Linked DNA regions of Mus musculus: region 1 is linked to region 2. Evidence: chromatin contacts called from public HiChIP or PLAC-seq data. All regions are on one chromosome and are shown on one strand. Each heading gives the region's core, a stretch centred on a gene start, on an enhancer-like site or on the middle of the called end of the contact. The rest is flanking DNA. Distances are from core to core; before and after follow the strand shown. Region 1 has its middle 63 kb from the start of Gm12519. Region 2 holds the start of Klf4 (Kruppel-like factor 4 (gut)).

The links. HiChIP or PLAC-seq counts read pairs in DNA pulled down with a chosen protein or histone mark.
Region 1: a contact with region 2 is called in an H3K27ac HiChIP or PLAC-seq map of the NIH/3T3 cell line, with 7 times the contacts expected there. The contact joins the enhancer-like site here to the promoter of Klf4 in region 2. A contact is called at or near these places in 14 of 39 promoter capture datasets (3T3-L1-derived adipocytes, the C10 cell line, cranial neural crest and 8 more), 11 of 484 Hi-C or Micro-C datasets (the STO cell line, adipose-derived mesenchymal stem cells, bone marrow-derived macrophages and 4 more), 19 of 115 datasets of contacts at active chromatin or transcription factors (the NIH/3T3 cell line, astrocytes, bone marrow-derived macrophages and 14 more) and 4 of 9 other capture datasets (adipose tissue, liver, macrophages and 1 more).

What each region holds. Positions count from the first base shown.
Region 1 is chr4:56,061,866-56,066,460 of GRCm38.p6, reverse strand. No RefSeq gene overlaps it. Among named protein-coding and RNA genes, the nearest start is that of Gm12519, 63 kb to the right of the region's middle. Within about 2 kb of position 1,595, at least 7 of the 459 cell types and tissues checked have an H3K27ac peak or open chromatin away from gene starts, as enhancers often do. A contact at or near this core is called in the NIH/3T3 cell line and muscle stem cells, where this site is marked.
Region 2 is chr4:55,530,632-55,535,002 of GRCm38.p6, reverse strand. Klf4 (Kruppel-like factor 4 (gut)) reads left to right here and starts at 2,528. Exons shown (of 5, transcript NM_010637.3): 1 at 2,528-3,136; 2 at 3,253-3,373; 3 at 4,020-4,371. The coding sequence starts at 3,132. Gm12506 (a long non-coding RNA gene) reads right to left here and starts at 2,293. Exons shown (of 5, transcript XR_390585.4): 1 at 155-2,293.

The DNA.
Region 1 (4,595 bases), core at 346-2,845, 530 kb before region 2:
CCAGTCTTACCACACGCTAAGCTCTTTACCCATGTTACCCCATTTAATCCCCAGAACAGTCCTATGACTAAGCACTATTACCTCACTTTTATGGATTAGTACCTATCTCATTGTGTTGCTAAGAGAACTAATATATTTAATCCAAACAAAAAGCTTGGCCTGGCCAACAGCTTGTAGTAAATGCTAAGTAAATGAGTGCACCTGGGGGCAGGTACCTGCTATGGAGTCAGACCCTCAGAGAAGGGACATGTGTGAAAGTTGTTGGAAAAGGATGTGTGAAGCTGTAAGGGGGTTTAGAATGGAAAGTGGGAAAGACAAAACGATAAACTAAGGGTATGTTCGTGTGGAGAGAATTCCTGTGCTCACAGAAGGCTCCAATTCACTGGAGCCTTGTCTAGCATATCTTAGAAATGCGGTAGGCACTAGGGTAAAGAAGGTAAACTATGTATTTACCAGTTCTTTTGCTTTGTTGATTGAGCTGCTCAGCTTTTCAATGTTTCCAGCCTGCCCTTAGTAAAATCAGATAAGTCTGGAGATCAAAGCCAAGGTGTAGAAATCCTAAGTACAGGAAGTGTCTTCATAGCACATTTACCAGGGGATCCAGAGAGCTTCAATTATAAGAAATTATTAATATCCCCACTGCCAATAACAAGTCAATCATATCACAGGATGCTTAGAAGAGTGGTAAAGGAAATTTATGGTTTGATTTTGAAATGTCATCCACAAGATCTTGTGTTTGAACACTGGGTCTGCTCCTAGTGACATTGTTTTAAGAAGTTGTAGGACCTTTGGGTATGAGGCTAAGCTAGTGGGGATGTTTCACAAGGAGTCAGTCCTTGAAGGTTGTAGTTACCTTGGTTACCAGTATCTCTTTACTTCCTGTCTACTGTCATAGGAAGGTGCAGCAGCTAACACATTCCCATCAACACACTCAAAAGCCTCTCTGTCATATTAGAACTGTGGTCAAAATAAACATCTCCTACCCTATGCCTTGTTTATGTCAGCTGTTTCATCACAGTGATGGAAAGAGTAATTAACATAAAATAGGGAATACATTGACACAGAGCAGAAAAAAAAAGTCATCTCCAATCATGGGTAGGGAAGATCAGAATGGGTTCCTTACAGATGTGATGGCCAAAAAGAAGAGAATAACAGATTGGGGAAAAAAGGTCAGAGGAGTACTACATGAAGAAGGAAGCCTATATGAAAAGCCACACCAAGAAACAGGAACAAAGGCCTGTACAATGAAAGACATCTTGGTGGTTGGTCTGAACTTGGAGTTAAAAGAGCCATGAGAGAAACGTTTCAGAAAGCCACCACGGGTCGTGTTGCTCAGATCTAGTCAGACCTGGGCTTTGTCCTGAGAAGAATGGGGTCTACATAGGTTTATGTTCTTCCATTTGCACAGGTCCCCATGAGGAAAGGGAATTAGGGGAAAGGAAGAGAGAGAAAGTAGCTGCCATGATTCAGATACGAGCCCACATGACTTGGCCAAACTGGGGACAATGAAGCTTAATAACAAACATACATCTCTGTGTTGGGGGTTAGGAATCCAGGAAGAGCTTATGTGGAGGCTATGACTCAGGGTTTCTCAGGGAGTCTACAACAGCTGCCTCTGAAGGCTTGCCCGGCTATTGGCAGGAGGGCTTCATTCAGTGCCATGTAGAACTCTCCCTACTGCCACCCAATGCTCATCTGACATCACATCTGGCTTCCTCCATATGACCAATCCCACAGAGGGTCAGCAAGAAAGAAGCCAGTTTGTTTTTCATGACCTAGACTCAAAAGTCACACTCCGTCGTTTCTGAAATAGCTTACTCATGGTCCAGGCCTGCTGGCCTGCTCTGTCTAATATTGGGGGTGTCTGTACAAGGATGTGAAATCCACAGACTGGGATCATTCAGAGATGCCTAGAAGGCTAGCTATGAGTCTGACCCTAACCCTTGATGGTTCCCATCCCTTACACATGCAAAATACACTCATACTTCTCCAAGGCTCCCAAATGTCTTATTCTAGTCAGTCAAAGTGAATTCCAGAATCTTGTCATCAGTATCAAATTTAGGTGTTAGTGTTACTGAGTGGGTGTCCATTAGTGTAGTCAATTGAACACTGATTCACTCAACCTCAATCTCTGTTAAGGCAAATGATTCACGGCTCTCAATTCCCCAAACACAATGATGAGAGAAGCACACAGTAACTAATCTAAATATTCTTATGCAAATGGTTGTCACCCAAACCATTCTGAAATCCAAAGGAAAAAAATTAGAATTTCTTTCATTAGTGTTCAACTTTGCTCATGTCAAGGAGTGATGCCCCATGGTTCTCAGAGGCGACCTGCTAGTCCCTTGCTCTGGACAGGAAGCACAACAAACAAAAAGCAGCTCTCTGCCAATGCAGCCTAGCATCACTCACACAGATTCATAAAGTGTACACCCAAATGTGGAGGAAGCAGGAGAGAGACAAGTCTGCAGTGGAAATGGCAATGTCTACAGAGGTAGGAAGAGCTGAAGGACTTTCCATCTAAGGAAAAGGAGGGTCTTTGAAAGTGTGAGAGTAGTTGATAGTTTCAACTCCTTTTGAGAATCCAAATTAAAAATGCCTTGGAAGTGATTAAAGTCTAGATTTCCAAGAAATGGATCCACAGGAACCAAGGAGTGATGCCAGTGGTATAGAAAGATCAGATTCTGATGGACTGAGAAATCATCAGGAGGGAGAGAGTGAACAAGGCTGCCTGTGTGGAGTTCAAGAAAAACAGGAGGAGCAGTGAGAACTTTCCTGAAAACTAAGAGGTGGGTCATTTACATTTAAGAATGGAAGAAGTGAGAGTTGGGAAGGTGACTTGGTGGGGGCAGGGGTGTAAAGGCATAAAGGTTTGTGGTGAGAGAACTCGTAAAACCAGAGAAGAGCACCAACTCCACAAAGTTATCCTCTACACACACATCGTGGCACAGGCACGGTAGCATATATGGGGTGCCACTTGCACCCACATAGAAAATGTGCATGCACATGCATGCACACAACACACAATAATAATAACATTTAAAATGGAAAAAAGAATGAACAACTTAACAATAAATGGGAAAAAAAGAGAGATGTGGTTCCAAGACCAAGACAAGACAAGATCCAGAGTCAGGGCAAGGATGGCACTTGAGTTGACAGAAGAGGAGGATGATGACATATTCCCTGAAGGACCTGGTGGAGAAGAGGGCTGAGGACAGCTTATTGTGTTCTCCACAGCTGCAGAGATTCTGGGATGCTGCAGAGTCCATGGGAAGAGAATGAAGGTTAGAGATAAGGTTAGCATGGTATCTTTACACCTTATACAGCAGAGTCACTCAGGGATATCAAACGCCCATTGGAAATCTCCTTTCAGACAGGATTGTTGACTGATTACATAAGAGAAAAGAAGGGTGATGGTGCTGTCCTTTTTCTAGCATATTGGAAGGCCTGTATGATGCTGAAGCCACAGATCTAAATAGAGACACATGTACCAATGGGCCCTAGAATTTATTTTGTGAAGCTTGCAATGTATTTAGAATTGCTGCTATGGTGATATAAAGGAGACCCTGTGAGTCTGAGGTTTCAAAGATGGAGTTGATTGACCCAAAGTCTTGTGTCATACCAAAGAAAATGCTGAGACTTTCAATAGCTATTCACATCAGCAAAAGATTGGTGATCAGCTTGAAAGTATGCCTCTCCTGCATTGAGCTGCATCTAGCCAAGGGACAAATATAGGCAAAACTGTCAGTTTATTGAGAATTATCTCATAACAGACAGGGCCCTAGCAGTGAAGAAGTGGGTCAGTGGCTAGGGATAGAATCATACACTCAACACTTTCTACCCAAGCATCAGATTTCTTAGGCAGAATTGCTGAGGATGCTCATATGGAGTGGCTGTTGTAAGATTATTATGTGTGCATGTGTATGTGCATGTGCATGTGTGTATGTGTGTGAATGTGTGTTTGTGTGTTGCCATATACTACTTTTAATATTATAGTCACATTTTTTAAAAATAGGAAAACTGATTCCCTGAGCGGAGGTGGAAATTGGCCAAATCTACTTGAGTGCTTAGAGGAAGAACCAGAGCATCCTTGCCTCCTGGCTTCCTGGCCTGTGTCCCTGCCTCTATGGAAATGAACAGAGGCATTCCCAGTCTTCATGTACCTGTGTGGGACTTGTTTCCAGGATGTGGTATCTGCCTGAGGAAATGCTGGGAACACTGTGATGCTAAAAGGTCATGGGTACTTCTATGAGTTTCCCACAAATAGCTAATGCTTTTAGCTCCATTCTGTACATGGGGAACGGAGACACCCCAGAGACTGACTAGATGCTCAGCAGCAGGATCAGAAGAGCTAGGTACAACTACAGTATGCTACATCCTAGAAAAATCAGCACCCAGAGACTACCTTCTAAACAGTGTGCATTTTGGGACAATTGTCTGTAATAAATTTCTCACTTCTTTGGTTTCTCTACTCATCCTTCCATCTATTTGAAGAGTGTCACCAACCAAGATCAGTGATTTATGACACAAATTAAAAGTAATCAATATCTTCTTGCTTACTTATACATCTTTATTTAGTTTCTTTGAAAATATCA
Region 2 (4,371 bases), core at 1,279-3,778:
TGAGTTTGCTGAAATAAAGTCACCAGTATTTAATTCTTCTTTAAAGGGTGTCTTCTATTATTATTATTTTAGAGTGCAATTTAGTCATCAAAGGTTTACACAGCCTCATGTTTATAAATTATATGGGGCAGGGATTTAACTCTTCTGGCCCTACCTGTTCTGATGAGAGGGAGGGTCATAACCCTGTTGTCACACCCGGCACCTGCCTTGAAAGGGATGAGTTGTGAGCTGGAACTTCATAGCTCTTTTAGAAATCTGGGATGAATATACAGATTTCCTCTTATGATGCAATCGCAAGAAGAACCCGTGTGTTGCCTGCTGGCTTTTATCCTCCAGAAGGCTGTTGGGAAACTTCATCTTTTTCAGTTGCGTTTCAGAATCTTGCCTTGATTATATGACATAATAATAGTGGCTCTCCAATTCATCTGTGAAATCTTTTTTCATTGTGGTGGTTACTGGTTAGATGGTCAAGAGGGGGGAGGGACTACTGTCCTAGGTAAATAAAAACCACCGAGCTGAAAGAGTTTAGGGCCCTGACTGACTTTATGTGTTTACATCCTCATCTAAGTTCATCGAGGGTTTGAGACCTTGGCCTTAAAGTGGCTCACTTTACAAAGTAATGCTCAATCCTAGCTTTCCAAGCCAGAATTTTTTTCTTTCTTTCTTGACACCACAATGGGGGCGAAGGGGTGGGAACAGGTGTTCTTTTTGTTGTTCCTTTGTTTGAACGAGTAATATTTTCAGAGTTAAACTGGCCTAGTTCCAAGGGAATGGGGATGAACCCCTCGAGGTCACGTGAAGGGGGAGCGCCACTTTCCAGGCGAAGTCGGGCTCTTCCCCACCCCTTAGCGCGCCTAGTCCTCTGCCAAAACCAAGAGAAAGGATGAAAAGTCCTTCCTCAAAGGCTCCCAGCTCGAGCCCTGCCTTTGACAGACTGACTGGGCAGCCCCACTTCATTGGGAAGAGATGCATTCCAAGAGCGCTTCTGTGGTCGGCCAGAAGTGGAAAATTCAGGATGACAAATATTCCGAAGAAAACTAATATAGGTCCCAAGGATTCCGGGACTCAAACAGGTGAAACGACAGAGGACGTGGCACCGACGCCCCGAGAGGAGCGAGTGCACACGCTGCCTATGCTGGAGCATCGACCCCCTTTCCCGAGTGCCTTTCTTCAGTCCCCGCCCTCAGCTGTCTCCGCCAGGGTTCAACCATGAGGGCGGCGGAGCCCAACTCTGCTCCCCAATCCAAAATAAACACCTAGCCTTAAAAAAAAAAAAAAAGTAAACCTAGTTTAGCGAGTTATACTGAACACCACACTCACGGTTTTTGTTTTGTTTTAAGTACTTGGTAGAGATGAGGGCGAAAACCTTTCCCGGCTGGAAAATTACTGAGGGTAGTGGGGAATGGGAAAAGGAGTAATAAGACTAAAACAAAGACTGCCTTTTCCCCTCCCGGTAGGCAAGGGCCTGAGGTGCCACTTTGGAGCACTAGGGTCCCATTGCAGCGCTCCTCTTCCCAGCGCAGGATCACCTCCCAGTGAAGTCCCTTTGAGTGGGTTGGCTAGCTCAGAACCTAAGTTGATGGGAGCGAGTTGTCCTATGACCTTTACCTCGCCGCTTCACCTCTTTATGACTCACTTCTCATCTTCAAAATGAAGAGTGCGAGTGCGTAGCTTGTAAAGAGCTTTGAGATCCCTGGTGAAAGGTATCTCCGCGCCTCGGTCCCTCTCCGCGTTCCCACTCCCCCACCCCCAATGTAAATCTGGAACGCCTTCCTTGTTCCTTCCATTATCAAGATGACTACGTGCCCAATCCCGGCCGCTCTCTTTCATAGCAGGCGCGGAACCCCTTCTCCTAGCTTCTGAGATTCCTAGCGCCCCCCCCCAATCACCCGGCCCTCACCCCCACCCTACGGGAGGCCCCACTGGCACCCGCGCCAGGCCAGGCCCTGCGCCGACACGGCCCGGCGTCTGCGTGCGTATGCGAGAGAGGGCGGGCTGGATGAGTCACGCGGATAATCGCGCTCTCGAGTGCGCAGACGACAGGACAAGCGCGTACGCGAGCAGGGGTAGGGGCGCGCCGCCTCTTCCCCCCCACACACACACACCCCCAACCTCCTGTCCCCCGCCAGGGTTCCCGTGGCAGGACTTTCGAGCCCAGGGAACCGACCGTGGCCGCCCAGAGGACCCCGAGTAGCGCGGCCACGGGAGCCACGCCGTACTCCCAGCGCCGGAGCCGCCGTCGCCGCCACCGCCGCCGGCGTCAGCACGGCTCCAGCCCGCCAGCTGCCTGGCTGGCGTCACGGCCTGGCCCCGCCCCGCCCGCGCCCCTCCCTCGCCCCCGCCCCCACGTGCGCGGAGTTTGTTTATTTAGCTACCATGGCAACGCGCAGTGGGGGCTGCGGGAAGGCGGGGAGAAGAAAGGCAGGGGGCGGGGCCTGGCGGCGGAGCCCCGCGCGCCGCCACAGGGAGGAGGCGGGGAGCAAGCGAGCGAGAAGTTATAAGTAAGAAGCGCGCGGCGGCCGCCGGCAGTTCCCCGGCCAAGAGAGCGAGCGCGGCTCCGGGCGCGCGGGGAGCAGAGGCGGTGGCGGGCGGCGGCGGCACCCGGAGCCGCCGAGTGCCCCTCCCCGCCCCTCCAGCCCCCCACCCAGCAACCCGCCCGTGACCCGCGCCCATGGCCGCGCGCACCCGGCACAGTCCCCAGGACTCCGCACCCCGCGCCACCGCCCAGCTCGCAGTTCCGCGCCACCGCGGCCATTCTCACCTGGCGGCGCCGCCCGCCCACCGCCCGGACCACAGCCCCCGCGCCGCCGACAGCCACAGTGGCCGCGACAACGGTGGGGGACACTGCTGAGTCCAAGAGCGTGCAGCCTGGCCATCGGACCTACTTATCTGCCTTGCTGATTGTCTATTTTTATAAGAGTTTACAACTTTTCTAAGAATTTTTGTATACAAAGGAACTTTTTTAAAGACATCGCCGGTTTATATTGAATCCAAAGAAGAAGGATCTCGGGCAATCTGGGGGTTTTGGTTTGAGGTTTTGTTTCTAAAGTTTTTAATCTTCGTTGACTTTGGGGCTCAGGTACCCCTCTCTCTTCTTCGGACTCCGGAGGACCTTCTGGGCCCCCACATTAATGAGGTAGGTGAGATGTTGGACTTGGGAACAGAAAGGGGTGAGGATTGGAGGGAAGCTTCGGAGCAGTGGCCAGGGTGTCCCCTGACTCCTGGTCCCTGTGCGCCCCGCCCGGCCCGCAGGCAGCCACCTGGCGAGTCTGACATGGCTGTCAGCGACGCTCTGCTCCCGTCCTTCTCCACGTTCGCGTCCGGCCCGGCGGGAAGGGAGAAGACACTGCGTCCAGCAGGTGCCCCGACTAACGTGAGTGTCGCGCTAGTGCCCTGTAGATTTCTGCAGATGGGGTGGGGTGTATGGGCGGAATCCGGGGGTCACCAAGAGTCCTTGGTTAGGACAAGGATTGCCCTCCATTGGAACTCTACAGCCTTCCGAGGTGGCTCCTCGGCCCTTGAGTCGGCCTTAAGTGCGTGTGGTCCCGGCACTGCGGTACCGCCAGGGGCGCACAGCGGTTCCCCACTAGTCTTCGGGCGTCCGGACCGTGGGGTGGGCGCACTCAGTCCACTATATTTTAGGTGGACAAGTCTCGAGACCCTTTGGGCCGGAGTGATCGTAGCGCGTGGGCGACCCGGTGGCTATGGTGCATGGGGAGAAAGCCACCGTGTCCCAGTGTCCCAATTCCGTGGGCGGCTGGAGCGTCCCGCGGATCTGGCGGGGAAGAGGACTGGGCTGGTGGAGCGACGGCACTAGCTTGCAGGAGAACGAACGCGCCACCTCTTACCTTGGTGTTAGCTGAGATTGCAGTGTGGCCCCTGGAGTCCCCGAGGCTGCCTTCCTGTTCTGTCCAGTTCCTATAGCAGGGTGTTGGTGTGCTTCACCCAACAAGTCAATATTAGGGGTGGCAACAGGGTGCTACAATTAACAGTTTCTCTCTCCCTCCCTGTTCTTGCAGCGTTGGCGTGAGGAACTCTCTCACATGAAGCGACTTCCCCCACTTCCCGGCCGCCCCTACGACCTGGCGGCGACGGTGGCCACAGACCTGGAGAGTGGCGGAGCTGGTGCAGCTTGCAGCAGTAACAACCCGGCCCTCCTAGCCCGGAGGGAGACCGAGGAGTTCAACGACCTCCTGGACCTAGACTTTATCCTTTCCAACTCGCTAACCCACCAGGAATCGGTGGCCGCCACCGTGACCACCTCGGCGTCAGCTTCATCCTCGTCTTCCCCGGCGAGCAGCGGCCCTGCCAGCGCGCCCTCCACCTGCAGCTTCAGCTATCCGATCCGGGCCGGGGGTGACCCGGGCGTGG